Regions from separate parts of the Rattus norvegicus genome. Here region 1 is linked to region 2. Evidence: chromatin contacts called from public HiChIP or PLAC-seq data. All regions are on one chromosome and are shown on one strand. The core of a region is the stretch at or near the end of the contact, and the rest is flanking DNA. Distances in the headings are between cores, read along the strand shown.

Region 1 (3,028 bases), core at 388-2,887, 860 kb before region 2:
CCAATGGAGCACTTAGAGAAAGGACTGAAGGAGCTGAAGGAGTTTGCAACCCCATAGGAAGAACAATATCAACCAACCCCTCCCCGCCAGAGCTCCAGGGACTAAATCATCATCCAAAGAGTACAAAGGCTCCAGCCCCATATGTAGCAGAAGATTGCACCGTCTGGCATCAATAGGAGGAGAAGCCCTTGGTCCTGCGAAGGTTCATTTCCCCAGTGTTGGGGGATGCCAGGGTGTTGAGATGGGAGTGAGAGCATCTTAATAGAAGCAGAAGGAGGGGGAGGGGATGGTGGGAGAGGGAGGAAAAGGGGATAACATTTGAAATGTAAATACATAAACTATCCAATAAAATAATTAATAAATGAATAAATAAATAAGAACATAAATTCATATTAAATGTATAAGCTATGTGCCTAGCCTGGGCAGATAGAACACTATGCTAGCTTATCCCCCATCTGTGAGGCCCTTTGCTACTTGCAGTTTCCATGCGGTTCTGCTCCATCTCAACTTCTTCCTCCTCTTCTGTCCTCTCCTTGCCTTCTCCTCTCTCTCCCTGCCTCTACTCTCAAAGATCTCTTGTCTCACCTTTCTCCTCCACTGTCCAATCACAGGCTCACCTTTATTGACCAGATAAAATAGGGAGACAGCTCACATGGGATCAATCTAGTACATGATCAACTGCTTTCTGGAGACAGCAGAATTAACATCAGAATTCGAACAGCATCAGGATTACCCACAACAGAGGTTGTCTTTCTCAAGGAAACTTGAGGCCATTCATTTGACTAGTCTGGGTGGCCAATGAGGTCCAGTTACCCTCTGTCTCTGGCTTCTCCATTGCTGTTGTTGGTGTGCGCTACTGAGCCCAGCTTTTGTGTGGGTGGTAAGGAGCCAGGGTTCTGACGCTTGCGTCATTGGCACTTTACTGAGCCACCTCTCTAGCACAAAGATGAATTTTTCCAAGTTAGATATGGTATCAACAAACTATATGTAATTATATGTAATCATGTATTCGTAAAGCTCTCTTAATGACTAGAGGCAATGTGTGCAGTGTTTAGTGAGAAAAGTAGGCTACAAAATGTTATACAAATGACCATAATTATGTTTAAAAGTATGTGCATAAAAAGATTATCTGATTCTATGGTCTTTCCAGGGGGAGATAACAGGTGTCTTCATTCCCTTCATTTTGATTCCTTCTATGGCCTTGTTACTCTTGTGTAAAATGAGAGCGCACTGTTTTCCCAGAAGGAAAAATGACACTGTATTACAAGTTAGTTGCTAATGGGTGGATGTCTTACAGAGTTCTCTCAGGCTATGTGCCTGAGAAAGCCCAGTGGGCAGCTTATGAGACATGCAGCCTTTACTACCATCGAGCTGCTTTCGGCTCCTCTGACCTCAGCAGCCTCATCTATGAAATGGGAACGCTGGTTTGCACCCATCTGAAGCCAGGTGGTCAAACCATGTGCCACATAAAACGCTTTGCCAGCTCTGGTGTTTCCCAGTCCCTTTTGCAGGGTCACTTCTCCACCAGTGTGAGAACTGGAGATTAGGATCCGGCTGGGTGGGGAAGTGAGAGCACGGAGGCTGTGTGTTCTTCTATGCTGGGGCTGAGCATGTGATGACAGAGGACCCATTCAGGAGCTGCAGCTGCCTGGGCCCAGGCAGGCCTGCCCAGCCAGCTCCCGGTGGGAGTTTTGCAAGAGGCCAGCCCCAACTCTGTCCTTTCTTCTTTCCGGCTGTCATACTGCCAGCTCTTGTCACCACAGAGACATTTGATTCTGGGCCTCAAAGCTTCTTTAGTGGGGTCCCATCTGCAGTTCCCTTCCACCAAAATACTTCAAGTGTCAAAGGCTGCCTGAGTAGAATTCCACATCCTTCCTGCCTACCCTTTCCCTTTGTTGGAGATGAGTAGGAGGATAACCTTCTCCTGTTTAGAATATTCCATCAGAGACCCCAAAGCTTGTGTGAGAATGTAGAGTCACGGGAGCTGAGTGCAAAAGACAAGTTGTCCCAGACACACCAAGTTCAGGAAAGAAGTGTAGGCTGCTGGGGACTGGCCTACCTGGAATTACCACAAAGACACCTGAACAACATCCAGGCATACCATCCTACAAAGGGCTCCCCCTGAGGAGTAGTCCGACCTCTAAGAGAGTCACTGTAGCCTCTCTGGCACAGGGCTTAGTGAACCAGTGAGGTGACAGGGTGCTTACCCTGTGGTTCATCATAGAGGAGTTTCCTCTATCCGCTTCTGGCTGTCTTCATTGTAAAGCTCTTTACTGAGCCCATGCTGTGCTGTGGGAAGTGAGAAGGAAACTGTCCTTGGGGTAGAGAGACTATCTCCTGGAAACAGTGGAGTCGCAAAGCAGCCGCTGCTGACTGTAAAAGCCACCGGAGGAGGCTGAGGTGACATTTGTGATAGCCAGGTGCTGGATGCCACCCAAACACTGCAACCCTGCAATGACTAAGCAAATCCAGAGCTGTTCCCATGCCAGACCACTGCAGAGCCATTTGGAGAGGCAGGCGGGCTGCCCATGTCCATACATGGAAGCATGTCTCTGAAGTATGAGGTTTGAAAGGGGATCGCAAAGTGTCGTGCGCACTGTTTCCCAGATGTATAAACATCTGTCAAGCTGCCTACAAAGTCTGAGAAAGGCAGTGGGGGCCTGAAAGGAGCCGAGAGGCTGCTGGGTCAGCTTCCTGCCTTTGTGAAGCTAGCGTTTAGAAAGGCTAATGTCGCCACCAGAGACTCTGAAAGCAGTTCCCTGGAGGGTGGGAAACTGGAGGCAGAGGCTATGGTGTCTGAGCAAATGGAGGAAGCATTTGTGGATTTGAATAAAGGGAACAGAGTCGTTCCAATAAGATCATTTGTGTCCCTCTCCCTGAGTCTCTTCCACCACAGACACTGAGGTGGACGCTCTTGAGGGTAGCATGGAGACCTCAGGAAGGATTTGAGGGCAGGTGCTTGTGGTTCAGTAGGAGAGACTACTGGCCAGCAGGAGCAGGGGTTCTATCCCCAGCGCTGCAAAACATC
Region 2 (3,047 bases), core at 193-2,692:
ATGGCACTCTAAAAGGAAAAAAGCTATTGGTTTTAAAAGTCACTTGGTAAGATAGCCGAGGCCGCCTTGGTTCGGTGGCATAAAACTTGGCTGGCCTTAAAGTAGCATAAGATTTTTAAGAAGTCTGGTTGTCGTTCATCCTCCAGCCAACATGAAAGTAAATGTTCTTTTTTTATAAAGTTTTTTGATTTATTATATCTAAGTACACTGTCGCTGTCTTCAGACACATCAGAAGAGGGCATCAGATCCCACTACAGATGGTTGTGAGCCACCATGTGGTTGCTGAGATTTGAACTCAGGACCTCTAGGAAGAGCAGTCAGTGCTCTTAACCACTGAGCCATCTCTCCAGCCCGAAACTAAATGATCTTACAAATGCTTTCAATGCAATGCCAGGAAGACCCGATGGGTGAGCAACCACAGGGCCTGGGAAATACACAGAACCACACTCTTTTGACAACCCACTCCTGTCCTTTTTTTATTCTCTATGAGTTTCTATGCCTGTAAATTTGCCACCTGTGTGGAGGTCAGAGGACAATTTATGAAAGTCAGTTCAATTTTCTTTCCACGTGGGTTCCTGGGATTGAATTTAGGTCCTCGGATTAGCAGTAAGTGCCTTTACCCACTGGGCCATCTCAAGGGTCCCATTCTTTCTAACATCATGAATTGTATTGGCTCCTAAGTAATGCATCTGATTTTATCTATAAGAACAATAACTTACATGTGCAACCCTCGTCTGCTCCTCCGAGCACTTTCCAACCCGTGTGCCTCTACTTGGCCTGTATAGAGGTGGTGTTGCCAGAGGGCACTACGCTGCTCACTCAAACTCCAGGACAGCTGGTGAGCAGGCTCTGACCTGCAGCCCCTCTGCATCCACAGAGCCTGCCAGAACCACAACAGGACGCAGGTGGAGAGTACAGGCGATCACCCGTCACCATGGTGACCTCACAGCCTGCAGCTGCTCCGCCATCACAAAGGTGTCTGAATGGCTTCCAAGGAAAGGCTGTGGGCAGTGGGCAGCTCCAGCTGAGTCCAAGCCTAGGGAAGTCCTGGCCACTGACTTAGCAAAGCCGATTGCTTCTCTTGGGGCTCCCAGCAGAAGTCAGGGTTCTCTAGAGAGCAAGACTTTGCCAGGAAGCCTAAGACATGCCTCCTGGCACCAATGTGCTTGGCTTCATCAGAAAGTCTTGGTGCCTGGGATAAAGCCCACAGACAGAGTCCGTCTTTTCTTTCCTCATAACTGAATTATGGGGAATCTTGGGTTTAAATCAAAACTTGATTTAAACCCCTTATCCACTTGGCATCAAGCCCGTTTTGTAGCCGTTTCTATCAGGAGACCTTCCAAAGCCTTCCAAATACAAACCCAGAAGAGGCATCTGCCCTTGAACCTAGCAATGTCTAGTAGTCCCTCCCCTTCGATGTCTGTGGTAACCCTGCCCTGCTCCTCCAGCCCTTTGCTGCAAACTGCAGGCATTTGGCACACACAAAGCCCAGCCAGGCCTGCACCCAAGGGAGCTCAACAGCTGGCAAGCCTCTCAGTTAGGCTTTAGAGAGGAGAGGAGGTCAGTGTGGGTGGGGGAGGGGTGTCCTGATGGGACATCTCCAGTAAGACATCTGCTTCCCAGGCCAGCAGATCTGAAGGGCGGATGCAGAAGATGGGGGTGGGGTGACAAAGGGCAGCTTTGCCAAGCCCCACACTGCTCCCACTCTTTGGAGGTGGCTGCAGCCTGTCCCCTTTCAATGCCTGTCTCCTCTCCCCTCCCCCTTGTCAGCTGGCGTCTCAGCAAAGAGAAGTGTCACAAGCAAACAAAGCTGTCGGCTGGCAGCTGTCCCAGCCTGGCCTCTACTCCCCCTATGAAGCCCACTGAGCACCAAAGACCCTTTCCAATGTGCTGAGCCCACTCCCAGGCAGCCTCTGGGACCTGGCCAGGTCAGTATAGGACACCTCTTTGCTTCCATGGTCTAATCTGACACCCTGGCAGGTGCCGGGACTGATGAACTCAGACCTTGTAGGCCAGGCAGCTGCCTCAGGAAATGGAGGGACTGAGGCAGAGGGAACCTGGGCTAAATCCTCACTAATTCATGAATCTGGAGCCTAATTGGCAGCCCCAGAGAAAACATGTGCGCGCGTGCGTGAGTGCGCGCGCGCACACGCGCACACACACACACACACACACACACACACACACACACACACTCGAGCGCCTGATGGACACTGGAATTCCGGCCCCTGTGAACTGAAGGAATTTGTTTGGAGTGAGCACTAATTCCAAGAGCACTAATTCTAACGGTGTTTCTACAAGTTTGATTAGAAGCCTATACTCTCTGATTAGTGCACAGATTTAAAATTAAACAAACCGTTCTTAAACAAACTGTTCTGGCCTCTCCAGCTTATAAACTGACAGAAGGCTGCAGCCCTTAGGCAGCTTGCAGTGTTTACATCCACATACGCTGCTGCCTGTTGTCAAGAGAGGAAAGCAACCTTTCCTATCCTATTGAGAGACAGTATTGAAGGTGGCCTCCCAGCTCAGACATAGAGGTGACATTGTCCCTAGTAACCAGTGGCACCCATGTGTTCCAGAAAGTACTGTCCTGCTGGCATAAGCAGTCCACAGATGCTCCTGTCTAGATGTTCCCAACAGAGTACAATAGCGTTAGTGACAACCCTGGCTTTGTTGCTCCATGGCCAGCAGCCTGGCGCTGCCCCCTGTTTATCATCCACTGTCTGCCCACTGACTTCCTGGCTCTGATCTTCCTTCCCACACTCCTGGTGACTGAGAAACCTGTCATACTCATAGACATCAGGTTGTCTTACAGGCGACGAAAGTGCAGCCTCCCCCTAAATACACCTCTCCAGGGTCATCCTCCACTTACAGCACACTGGTGGCCAAGGATCCCCAGTGCAGCTGTGAATTCTGTGCATTGCATAGTTTCATGTGCTGTGGTGCAGGTCCCAGGGAAGGCAGACGACTCAGGCCAGATGGAGACTGTGCGTCCCAAAAGCTAACCCTGGCTTAGGCACACAGAATGATGGCTACTCTGGCTGAAG

Evidence for each region. HiChIP or PLAC-seq counts read pairs in DNA pulled down with a chosen protein or histone mark.
Region 1: a contact with region 2 is called in an H3K27ac HiChIP or PLAC-seq map of oligodendrocytes, with 8 times the contacts expected there. The contact joins two enhancer-like sites. A contact is called at or near these places in 3 of 12 Hi-C or Micro-C datasets (Schwann cells, frontal cortex and hepatocytes) and 1 of 1 datasets of contacts at active chromatin or transcription factors (oligodendrocytes).

The regions. Positions count from the first base shown.
Region 1 is chr17:57,327,045-57,330,072 of GRCr8, reverse strand. No RefSeq gene overlaps it. Among named protein-coding and RNA genes, the nearest start is that of Ndufb3l3, 130 kb to the right of the region's middle. Within about 2 kb of position 1,637, at least 64 of the 93 cell types and tissues checked have an H3K27ac peak or open chromatin away from gene starts, as enhancers often do.
Region 2 is chr17:56,470,151-56,473,197 of GRCr8, reverse strand. No RefSeq gene overlaps it. Among named protein-coding and RNA genes, the nearest start is that of Arhgap12, 190 kb to the right of the region's middle. Within about 2 kb of position 1,442, at least 54 of the 93 cell types and tissues checked have an H3K27ac peak or open chromatin away from gene starts, as enhancers often do.